2 separate regions of the Mus musculus genome follow, and region 2 is linked to region 1. Evidence: chromatin contacts called from public Hi-C data. All regions are on one chromosome and are shown on one strand. The core of a region is the stretch at or near the end of the contact, and the rest is flanking DNA. Distances in the headings are between cores, read along the strand shown.

Region 1 (6,082 bases), core at 2,186-4,685:
TTTAGTGTGGCTTGACTTTTGGAAGGGTGCCGGAAAGGGGTTGTAATTCTCACATCTTTCCCGTTGACTCTGGGATATTTAGCTGACATTTGAACTTGGCCTGCAAGTTGACAGCTTTTCTGATTTGATTAAGCCATGTCGATGAGGACTCATGCGCTTCTTCACAGGACAAGCTCTCTACAATAACAGTCATTACATCTTGCCTATAGAAGTGTTTCTGCAGCTGGGCGTGGTGGCGCACACCTTTGATCCCAGCACTCAGGAGGCAGAGGCAGGTGGATTTCTGAGTTCGAGGCCAGCCTGGTCTACAGAGTGAGTTCTAGGACAGCCAGGGCTACACAGAGAAACCCTGTCTCAAAAAACAAAAAACAAAAAAAAACAAACAAAAAAAAAACAAACAAAAAAAGTGTTTCTGCATGCCCTGCTTTCCATGGAGGGAGCTGGCTTCCAAATTGAGAGGTTTTTATGGCTTGGAGCAAGCCTCCCTTTCAGTCTCTCTACAGGTTTGTGGTAGTTTGAGTATGCTTGGCCCAGGGAGTGGCACTATTAGGATGGATGGCCTTATTGGAGTAGGTGTGCCACTGTGGTCTTGGGCTTTAAAACTCTCATCCTAGCTAGCTGGAAACCAGTCTTCTCCTAGTGGCCTTCAGATGAATATATAGAACTCTCAGCTCCTCCTGCACCATGCCTGCCTTGATGCTACCATAGTCCCACCTTGATGATAATGGACTGAACCTCTGAACCTGTAGCCAGCTCCAATGAAATGTTGTCCTTATGAGTTGCCTTGGTCATGGTGTCTCATCACAGCAGTAAAACCTTAACTAAGACAAGGTGTTTCTCTTAGCAACCTGGCCTTGAGCTTCCTTTTGTAATGTGTAGGAATATTCTTCATAATTGTGATGGTATCATTATTAAATTTATTAATGTGGGGGGAGATGAATATGCCATGACATAAGTGCAAGACAGGAAACAACTATTTGTCAGTTTGAGGGTCCAACTCGAGTTTTGAGGCTTGTTAGGCCAAGTGCCTTTACCTGCTAAGCCAGCTCACTGACCCTCTGATCCGTGTTTCTTGTTTATATAGTCAAAATGATGGTATTCATAGGGAACTGCCTTGACTGATAATTTCAAGGCTAGCTCTACTTCCCTTTTTGCCCTCTGCCTACCCACGCAGCTGAACAGTCACTGATCTTTCTAATTAATTAGCATATTCACTTACATCCCACTCACTTTCTCCCTCCCAGTCATCCCTCCTACAATCCTCCCCCTTATCCTTTTTCCCCTTCTCTGAGTAGGCAGAGCCCCTTGGGTATCCCTGTACCCTGGCACATTAAGTCTCTGCAGGTCTAGGTGCTTCCTCTCCTACTGAGGCCAGATAAGGCAGTCCAGTGAGTAGAACACATCCCACATACAGGCAACAGCTTTTGGGATAGCTACCGACTACAGTTGCTCAGGATCCACATGAAGACCAAACTGCACATCTGTGGAGGCCTAGGTCCTTCCTGAGTATGCTTATTGGTTAGTGGTTCAGTCTCTGAGAGACCCAAACGGTCCAGGTTAGTTGACTGTTATTTTTCTGTGGCGTTCCTATCCCTTTTGGGTCTGCAATCCTTCCTCCTGCTCTTACATGAGGGTCCCCAAGCTCCATCCACTGTTTGACTGGGGTTGTCTGCAGCTATCTGAGTCAGCTGCCTCAATGAAGACTCTCAGAGGATATCCATGCTAGACTCTTGTCTGCAAGCATAACAGAGTATCATTAATAGTGCCAGGGTTTGGTGCTTGCCCATCGGATGTAGCAGAGACTGAGGGAATGGCCAACTAACTGGTCACTGATCTATCTTTCATCTCTATTCCTCTGTTCAGCTATAGCACTTCTCTGAGAGCAGTGGTTCTAAACTTGTGGGTCAAGACCCTTCGGGGGAAATAAGTGACCCTTTGACATAGGTCACATATCAGATAATCTGCATCTCAGATATTTATGTGGCATTCACATCAGTAGCAAAATTACATTTATGAAGTAGCAACGAAAATAATTTTATGGCTAGGGTCACCACAACACAAAGGTGTTAAAAGATCGTAGCTTTAAGAAGGTTGAGAACAGGGGTTGGAGAGATGGCTCCGTGGTTAAGAGCACTGACCACTCTTCCGAAGGTCCTGAGTTCAAATCCTAGCAACCACATGGTGGCTCACAACCACCCGTAATGCGATCTGATGCCTTCTTCTGGGGTGTCTGAAAACAGCTACAGTGCACTTACATAAAATAAAAAACCTTAAAAACAAAAAGTTGAGAACCACTGTCTTAGAGGTTAAACGTAAACAGTGCACAGTGCTTGGGCTTGCACACTGCTACTATTATGTGAGAGGTATGTGGAATTGCATGTTTTCTTTAACATCCATTAAAAAAAGAGTAAGACTCCTCCTTTATTAGAGCACCAGTGCTGCTCTCTTTCCCATTGTGTGAAGATTTAGTTAATATATGAAGTGCTGAGAACAGTGCCTGCGGAGGTTAATCCCTCAGCCATTAGCCGGCCAGTAATGCCTCTCCGAGACAAAAGGAGCCCAGTATTTATGCTCCTGTCCAGTCCGGCCGTGAGCTGTCTGAACTCGGCACTGGGCTTTGTGTATCTCAGGCGGCAGAAATCAGTCAGTACAGGGTGTCCACGGGGACACAGGTGAACTTTGAGTGTTTCCCAAGAGAAACATAGAACACCCACCCTCTCTCCTTTTATAACTATTTCAGCTGAAGGATCGAATGTTTAATATGAATTTCTATTAAAAAACCAAATTCCTGATCTCAGAGTGTTTATTGTATTTTGACTGGTTATCACTGGCGCCCCCTGCAGGATTGATGAAGTATTTTCTTGGCCTGCCTCGGCTTGGCTGGGAAATCCTCTGAATGCTTTGTGATTTGGCAGCATACTGCAGCTCTGCAGTAGGAGGCCTGCAGAGAGCATTTTCTACCCGCCGTAAGGTTACCTGGGCATTCCAGGGTGGTGGAAAGGCATGTGATAAGGAAAAGAGGATATGCTAGGGATGGAGAAATGCTCTGTCTGGCCTACTTCGGAATCCCTTACCACTCTTTGGTGGTATCCTCTGATGCCAGGAGTTGAGCTTCTCTTCTTCAAAATGGTGGGCTGTCACAAAGCTTATTGGTGAGTACGAGCAGCAAGGCATCTGGAGAATCCACTGTAGTGTCTGTCCCACACTACACATGTTTAGTATCCGCTCCCGTCCAGTTTACAGGGTAACCCAAGCTCATCCCCACTGGCTCTGCTAAGGGTAAGGCTTTCTTTTGTTTAAGCATGTCCTTTGCTGCAGAGGGATTTTTTTTTTTTTTTTTTTTTTTTTTTTTTTTTTTGTCTTTCAGCCAGCAGGTGGCAACCAAATTAAAGCTAAAAGCTCATCTTATTTCAACATGGGTAAAAACATTGGCTTTTGCATGACGAAATGGCAGGTTGGACAGAGAGCATTTGGAACTGAAGGAGTGACACCAAGGGAGTGCTCTCCACGCTAGACCATGGGTGCCGAGGCTGGCTTTCCTGGGCCTCCCTTTGATTTCGGTTTCTGTATATCCGAGATCCTGAAGGATCCTGCTTCTTACGACACTGTACTGTAAGTAAAATGACTCGCATGGGGAGTGAGTCCTAAGTTGACATGACAGGCTCCCTGGACAGATCAATGCTGTTTGTGGGTTTGCATATTTTGAGGTTTTAATTTATCAAACGGCGAAAATGTCACTGCTATCCTGAGTATTGCCACCATGAAAACACACACAGCATAGTTCATGGCACACAGCGCATACATGATTGAGCTGCACAGATTAAATGACTTATGCTATGCTTATAGACACATGTCCGGTGGATCATGGGATCACATGTAGTCTGACTAACCCTTTCCTCATTGGATGAGGACGTGGAGACCTAGAATGGTTAATTTCTATAAAGTTACAGAGATTAATAATAATAATAATGATTATTATTATTATTATTGATTACAAATTGTGGAAAGCACAATTCCCAAAGCCAATAGTTTTAATTTTCCCCCCAATACCCCAGGGTTCCTCATTATTTCTCACTGGTGTTTGATGGTACTGAGCCTGGCTTGCCATTGAGGGCTAACTGCCCTGTTTTTAAAGACTGGCCAGGATGGGCAGTGTGGTACCACCATAATGGCTGTATTCAGAAGTGTCCCGAGTCACCATCACATGATACGTGCTGCTAGCTAAGGTCCCTTGAGATAAAGTCAGTCCTGAACAGAAAAGATAACCCCTAATACTAGTTTTCTCTCTCAATGCCAGTCAGCCCTGGCTACGTGTCTCTCCATTAGAAGACGATTCCCACTGACTATTGTACCAGTGCCGTGTGATTATCTGATTGGCCAGTAGATACGTCTATTGCTGTATTCTAGGGAAAAGAACCAACACCATGAACTTGCTTACTAGCTGATCTGAAGGTTTGCTAGGGATTTGCCAAGTCCTCTAAAGGAGTAGCCAGAAAGGCAAACATTTCCTTTGTTTAGCTTGCTGCTTACCACTCTTGGTTTTATGGTATCCATAGAGGGAAGGGAGGGCTGGTCAATCTCTCTTTGCTTAGCTGATGACTGTTACCATGTAGCTGCCAGTGTGAGGTCTATTGGTTACCACGCAGATGGTGGTCCATGTCTGTCAACCGATCATGGATTCATCATATTGGAGATAAAAGAAGTTTGGAAGGGTCCCCAGTGGAAAGTGGCCCACTTTTTTTTATCTTATGTTTAACTCTCCCTGCCTGCCTGCCCCACCCCCTGTGTGTGCATATGTATGTGTGTATATATACTCCTGTGGTTGCATACATGTTCCTGGGTAAGTGCAGATGCATGCAGAGAGGTTATACAACAGCAGAATGTTAGTCTTTACCTTACATCTTGTTAGAGACAGGGTCTGTCTTCTGTTGGTTACCACTGTGTGTGCTAGGCTGGCTGGCCCATCAATTCTTGAGATTCTCCTGCTTCTGTTGGCCACCCTGCCATAGTAGAAGTTGGGACTAGTAGATGTTGGTTGCTGTACCTGACAATACATGGTAGACTGTGGGGATTTGAACTCAGTTCCTCATGCCTTATCCAGTGAGACAATTTCCTAACTCACAACCTTCGTTTTATATATGAAAATTCTCAGTGAGATATCATTGAACCATCAGGTCTCAGGTAAGCAGAATATTATTTTATGCTATTACTTAGGGCAGAAAAGACATAGTTTTTAGTCATTTCAGTTCTAGTTAAATGCTCCAAACCCAGTAGAACATCATCGATGGTTTAGGGAAGCTAAAAAAACAAGAGGTTTTCCGCCTCAGCTGTGCACTTGCACATAGTAGAGTTCAACTATGTATCTCCTTGAATCTTTCTTTCCTGTGTCAGGAGTCTCTCTGAGACAGGCTTTTATTAAATTTAGACAGCTTGGATGTATCACATCCTCATGGTGTATATCAGGAGATTGAATGAAACAAAATCTGAAATTCACAGGGATAATTTAAGCACAAGCAACGGTGAGATCTGGGTGGGCATCATGCAGGTACCCTCTCAGAGATGCCAGTTCATTCAGACGTTTGCTGCCTCTAGTCCCGGAGAGAGAGGCTCCTAATTACATGTCTACTTCCAGGCCATACACACAAGGTAAGAATGCATAAAGGAGGCTTCCAGCCTTCAAGTCATTTCAAGTAGCGAAGTTAGTAATGTGTCTAACATCTTGGACTTATAAAGCAAAGGTCCTCTAAAATTAGATTCTTGTAATTTATAATTAGACTTAATTATAGTTGTTGATTAGTTGAAAGTGGTAATTTAATGCTGTGCTCTGGAGGATTATGGACTTTGTGTGCTTTTCTTGTACATTTTTTTTTTTTAAAAAGAAGGATTCCAAAGCTCAATAAGACAAAGACAGGTTATGACTACTGACAAATTAGTTGGTTCTAAGTGGTAGTGAGTGATTCTGGGTTCTTTAAAAGTGGGAGATAAAAGCACAGAGGAAAAGGCTGGAGGGATGACTCGGCAGGTATGAGCACTTTCTGCTTTTGCAGAGGACCTGGGTTCAGTTCCCAGCACCCACATGGTG
Region 2 (6,082 bases), core at 2,063-4,562, 100 kb after region 1:
TGCTGAAGGATGGAAGTAGGTTTGCAATGATAGAAAAAGGAATAGTAAGGATAAACAATAAGACATCCCTTCCAAATTAAAGAACATTGCCTCCTGACCAGCCCTGGCCACTAAGAAAGCACAGAGGAAGTGACAAGCAAGAATGGGCAGACTTAGCAAAATCTATGGTGTGGGATCCCTGCTAGTCTTGAGGACGATGTTGCTACTTGGTGCTAGAAGAAACTTTTACTTTCCCAGCAAATTCCAAGAAAAGTTTAACCCACATGGTTTAGAATCTAAGATCATTGGTGGCTTTTATGATCAGTTGGTGTCATTAAGAGAGAAGTAACACAAGGAGATTAAGACAATGTTGTCTTTTGCTGGATACCTTTAGTTGGAATACCACCGTTCTTTAGAAGATGACTTTCCATGCCCCACCACTTAAGCATCCATCTTGCTTGTGGTTATTTTGTTCTGGGATAAATGTGTATTCAGCTTTTCCGGTGTCCAAACTTAAGCACAAAGCATGTGCTGACACCAGGAAATTTAATGCCTAGATGTATCCACATGGATACCTATCTTCAGTTACTAACAAACACAGTCTGACCACATACTCCAAATATGTATCTATGTATAAGATTAGAATTCTTGGTTGTGTTCACTGTGCCATGGAAAGCCAACCTTCTACAGACTTATAGGGGGAAGGAGAATGTCCTATTGTCACCAACTGAGGTGCATCTTTGACCATAAAATGTGTCGCTTCTGTGACTTGATATTGTCTTGAGTACTATAAGTCTCTAACTCATATGTTAATGACATATTAATGCCAGTCCTGGTGCTTTTTGTAAAATTGTAAGTGAGAGAGGAGAGTCCTTTGTGGATAACACACTGACACACGCACACACACATGCATATATACATATAGTTATATATCTGAGGTTGCTTTGTGAAGGCACTAGATGGGCTAGTTTTTGAATGTGTAGATGGAATCCAGTAGAGTTGTTATTAAAAGTAATTCATTCAAATAGACCTTGTTGTATGATTGGCCCAGGCTACTTTTCTGACCCCTCACAAACTCTTTTAGAGCCCCATCTGGAGCCAGTACTAACTCACCATGTTTATAACCCTTGAAGGGCCATCTCTAAGGTGTCATGGCTCCTGGCAACAATTCCTTTAGAGAAAGAAAAGAATTACCTTCAATATATCACTGCTTATTGCCAATTGCTTTTAATTTATCTCACATTTCTTCTTTAAGCAACCTATTTTGCGTGTGCATACTTGTATATATGGGTGTGTACACACATTTGGAGGCCAGATGTCGACACTGAGTGTCTTTCACAATCACTTTCCATCTTATTTTTAGGGATAGAATCTTTCACTGAAGCCAAAGCTGTCCAATTTGGCTAGCATGGCTGGCCGAAAGCTTGAGGAATCTACCTGTGTCTACCAGATGCATACTTCCCTGCCCAGGTGTTTTCATGTCTGCTGGGTTTGAAGTTGGGTCTTCATGTTTGTGGTTCTATAGGCCAGGTGTATACCCTGCATGCCAGGTTTGAACTTGGGTCCTCATATGTAGCTCAGGTGTCTACATGCATGCTGGGTTTCAGCTTTGAATGTTCATGTTTGTGTTTGTATAGCAAGCACATTACTCTTTGACCTATCTCATATTTAAGATTGCCAGTTATTTGTTTGTTTATTAGAAACACAGTTTCTCCATGTAGCCCATTCTAGCTTTGAACCCATTATATCACCAAGACTGGTTTCAAACTCATGAGAATCCTACTGCCTCAGTCTCCAGAGTTCTGAGAATGCAGACAGGAACTACCATATTTGGTTGGTCACTTTTTTTTTAAAGGTTTTTCATTTAAATTCTAATGTATTAGCTAGTACTTTTGTTTGATAATAGAATTGTTAAGCTAAAATCCACATATCATATGATCACGCAATAAAGCATAGACCTCAACCTGGGAATGATTGCCTGCGTGATGTGGGCCAGATGACAGAGTAAAAAACTGTATCAACAACAATAAGAACAACAAAAAAATTGAAGTCGTTTTCTTCATGAGTGCAGTAACTGTTTAGCCACCCATGTTCCAGTAATAACTCCCCACCCATTCTTATGCAAGGGACCCCAATTAAACTTGTAGGCCATTCCTCTCCCCAAAAGTAGACATGAAGAGGGATCAAAAAAGTGTTCCATGAGAGCAAGGGACATTAGGAGAAAGTATTAAGGATTGCTGAATATGATTAGAATATAATGCATGTGTAAATTTATAAAAAGTAAATATTTTCACAGTCAGCTATTGGATGGATCACAGGGTCCCCAATTGAGGAGCTAGAGAAAGTACCCAAAGAGCTAAAGGGAACTGCAACCCTATAGGTGGAACAACAATATGAACTAACCAGGTCCCCCCCCCCCCGCCCCCAGAGCTCTTGTCTCTAGCTGCATATGTATCAAAAGATGGCCTAGTCGGCCATCACTGGAAAGAGAGGCCCATTGGTCATGCAAACTTTATATTCCCCAGTACAGGGGAACGCCAGGGCCAAAAAGTGAGAGTGGGTGGGTAGGGGAGTGGGAGGGAGGGTATGGGGGACTTTTGGGATAGCATTGGAAATGTTTATGAGGAAAATACCTAATAAAAAATATTAAAAAAGAAAAAAAAAGAACTCTAAGCCTAAAAAAAAAAGTAAATATTTTAAAACTAATAAAAAAGAGGTGTATAATCCAGTGATTTCTGCCATCATTACAGTCAACTAGGACACATTTTTATTACATGTCCTGCAAGGAACGCGCATACCCATCAGCAACTACTTCCTATACTGTCCTGAATACTCAGGCAAACGTGGATCTCTGTGTGATTTACCTGTTCTGGACTTTTCAGATAAATGAAATCATAATATACATGGCTTTTGGTGATTTTTCCTTATAGTATAGTGTTCATTAATGCCGAAGCATGTTTTTGGACTTTATTTTTGTTGTTGTTAAATACTATGTCATGGTTTGAGTAAACCACATATATCTACTCACAGCTGGATGTTGCTAATATTTCATCTAGATAGTGGTGTTTCAGATAACAGGGACACTCTTGGCCTCTGTCCTGTTCCCAGTTGTGTTTGGTGTGTGTCTCACAGCCATGAGTAATCATACACTTGTTGGACGATTGGCTATTGGTCACTGTGGCACTCTGTTCGCTGCCTGTGACGTGTATAAGTTTGAGTTCATTTCTTGTTCTCTGAAGGTTATAATGGGATTATTTACAATACTGTTTTCTCTATTTGTGAGTTCTCTCAATGACTAAGTGGCTCCTCCTCTCTGTTCAGCCTCCAGATGACTCAGACTTGCGGTCAGTCAGAACAAACGAAAACAAAGGCCAAGGAAAAGATGGTATGTTGGACTTGTACTCCTGGTTGTCTTTTTAATTACTGTAATAAATACTTACAACTCTAACATATTCCCTTCAATTCTACTGAGAAACTTCTATGAAAGTACTAATGTAATGAATGATTTTGAATAGAGTTGGCCCTTTATCATTTTTCCCATCTGATCTCAATGTACATATACATCTTCATGAATGCTTATCATATTCACAGTGGCATGCAGAGCTTTTTGCTTCATTCAGCATACTCAAGAATTATTCCTGGCTAATAACATTTTACAGATGAAAGACCTGACTTGGAAAGCCATGCTTCCCACACCATGCCTCTGGACTGTGGAGTTAGTGCCCTGTTCATGAAAAAGCTCTAAATTCATAAATGGTTTTGTTTTCAGAAATTTTAGAGAAACCTATAAGAAAAAGAGATTATCTTTTAAAAAATGAATTACAATTCTCCTTTTCATGCATTTCACATTAAACATTTATTTCAGAGATGAATTAGAAATCAAAATGAATACAAAGATTCTATTAAGCACCATGGAGAAAAAGTTTACCGTTCTTGTGTTTATAAGAAGGGAAAGCATTCTTAGTTCAGGCTTAAAACATGAGTCTACTAGCTACTTAAACACTGACACAGATGAACTGTGCATTTACATTCTCAACTTAGTATCTGAGGTATTTGTACATCACTGTATGGCCTTGGGCTTTCAAGTAGCAGGGTGAAGGAATGGCTGTCAGATAAACTAGAGGCCCTAAGAGCATTCCGAACCTTTGTCTAGAAATCCCTCTTTAGGACAGAGGTATATGAGGAGGTTTAGAAATCTGAGAACATGTCTAACATCTTTGTTTATTTAGAATTTTCTCAGTACTTCTCTCCTGTATCACCACATAAAAAAATAACAGCATACACACATCATGAGTGTGAGCACACATACATATATGAGCACCACATTTCTGAGTACACACACACACACACACACCACACTCACCCCTATGAAAACACTCTTTTCTGTCTCTTCTGTGGAGCCCTCTGTAGCAACATGTGCTGTATCAGAATGAACCACTGTGTATCAGTATTTCCCCCTGTCTGTGTGCCAGCAGACACTGAAGTGGCACGCAGGCTGGCAGCGCCAGACTTAGCCTGCTGGAGAGCTGGGTCCTCAGAGACACAGACAGATCTTTTGTGCCAGTGTCAATATGCTTTGGAGAAGAGTGACTGCCAGTTGCTTAACAGATATTGAGGAGAACATTGTCCTTTCTTCGTGTTTCCGTCTCTTGCCAGACATCATAATGTAGGCTATAGCAACAAAGGTTCTGTGAGACAAGTCTGTTATATGAGCGCTCTCAGGCTGAGATTGCAGTGGGCAAGAGAGATGTGACAACTTGTAGCCCGATTTATATCTGTTTCTGCTGGAAGGGTAAACAGTAGGAAGCAAGCTGCCAGGCAAGTCACCAGGTAGCTATTGCTACATCAGTTTGGGACAGGGCCCACTCGTTTGCTTATCATGAACTAATGGCGTTTCAAGCACTTTGGAAAGTTCAGAAAGAAATTGTCCTAGATTTATGCCAGTCTTTGTTGTTGTGATAAAACTATTCAAAAGCAGCTCAAGGGAAGGAAGCCCTTATTTGGCTTGCATGTGACACAGTCCATCATCCAGGGAAGCCAAGGCAGGACCACAAGCAGAGACCAGAGGGGGATGGTGTGGTTTTTGTCTTCCTCCCAGGATCAGAGGAAGCTATGTTTCTTATTCAAGTTGGGGACACCTACCAAGGGATTGTACTGCCAACAGTAGGCTGAATCCCCCACATCCATTAGCAGTCAAGGAAATGTTCCACAGGCCAACCTGATAGAGGCAATTCCTCAATTCAGGTTTCCTCTTCCCAAGTGTGTTAAGTTGACAATTAAGGTTAGCCATCACCTATAGGCAAGGAAACATTATCCGGAGATTGTAAAGCCAGGCTGGTTCTGGTTAAATCTGAAAACACCAGTGTCTAATGTAAATGTTTTATCTATACTTGACTTTTTATTCATCCAGAAGTACGTGTTTGAGGGCTGGAGAGGTGGCTTCAGCAGTTAGGAGCACCCTGGTTCCATTGACTGGACCCACAACCATCTGTAACAACAGTTCCATGGAGTCGTCTGGTCTCTTCAGCGCACTGCATACATGTGGTGCACAGGCAAACACACACAAAACACCAATACAAATAAAATTAAAATAGACCTTTAAAAAGAATTTCAAATTAAAAACTAGTAGACTTTGAATGCTGCAAGTACTGTCACATTTCACATTAATCTACATTCTTCACTTTTCATAAAACTACACACCTCTATGAAAGGCCCGTTACTTGTACTTATTTATATATATTAATTAATATTTACCATTTTTCATAGTGATCTATATACTTTTAATTTGTATTTCTATGAGAGAAGAAAAGTATTTTTTTTTAAAAAATAGATATTTCTATTATTTTGGATAACTGGACAAAATTTTTTTAAAGGAATTATATAACTTAGACTTGTTGCCTTCCTCAAAATCAGAAAGGACTGGGGGATGGTTCAATCACTAACGAGCTTGCAAGTAAAATGCTGCCCTTACAAGCATATGAGCACTTGTGTAAGGTTCCCACAGACTATATAGAAAAGCCAGATATACACAATGCTCCACATACATGTGTACATATGTGTGAGTCCATGTGCACAAATGAATGGATACATATAAACATAGAAA

What was found. A called contact is a pair of places that touch in the nucleus more often than the background predicts.
Region 2: a contact with region 1 is called in a Hi-C map of uterus. The contact joins two enhancer-like sites. A contact is called at or near these places in 5 of 39 promoter capture datasets (the C10 cell line, HPC-7-derived erythroid cells, embryonic stem cells and 2 more), 8 of 484 Hi-C or Micro-C datasets (Sertoli cells, bone marrow-derived macrophages, granulosa cells and 4 more), 1 of 115 datasets of contacts at active chromatin or transcription factors (cardiomyocytes) and 3 of 9 other capture datasets (adipose tissue, liver and pancreatic islet).

The regions. Positions count from the first base shown.
Region 1 is chr10:26,749,891-26,755,972 of GRCm38.p6, forward strand. No RefSeq gene overlaps it. Among named protein-coding and RNA genes, the nearest start is that of Arhgap18, 20 kb to the right of the region's middle. Within about 2 kb of position 3,436, at least 53 of the 459 cell types and tissues checked have an H3K27ac peak or open chromatin away from gene starts, as enhancers often do. A contact at or near this core is called in granulosa cells and uterus, where this site is marked.
Region 2 is chr10:26,851,574-26,857,655 of GRCm38.p6, forward strand. It overlaps Arhgap18 (Rho GTPase activating protein 18), which reads left to right. Exons shown (of 15, transcript NM_176837.2): 4 at 3,301-3,364. Among named protein-coding and RNA genes, the nearest start is that of Arhgap18, 82 kb to the left of the region's middle. Within about 2 kb of position 3,313, at least 19 of the 459 cell types and tissues checked have an H3K27ac peak or open chromatin away from gene starts, as enhancers often do. A contact at or near this core is called in granulosa cells and uterus, where this site is marked.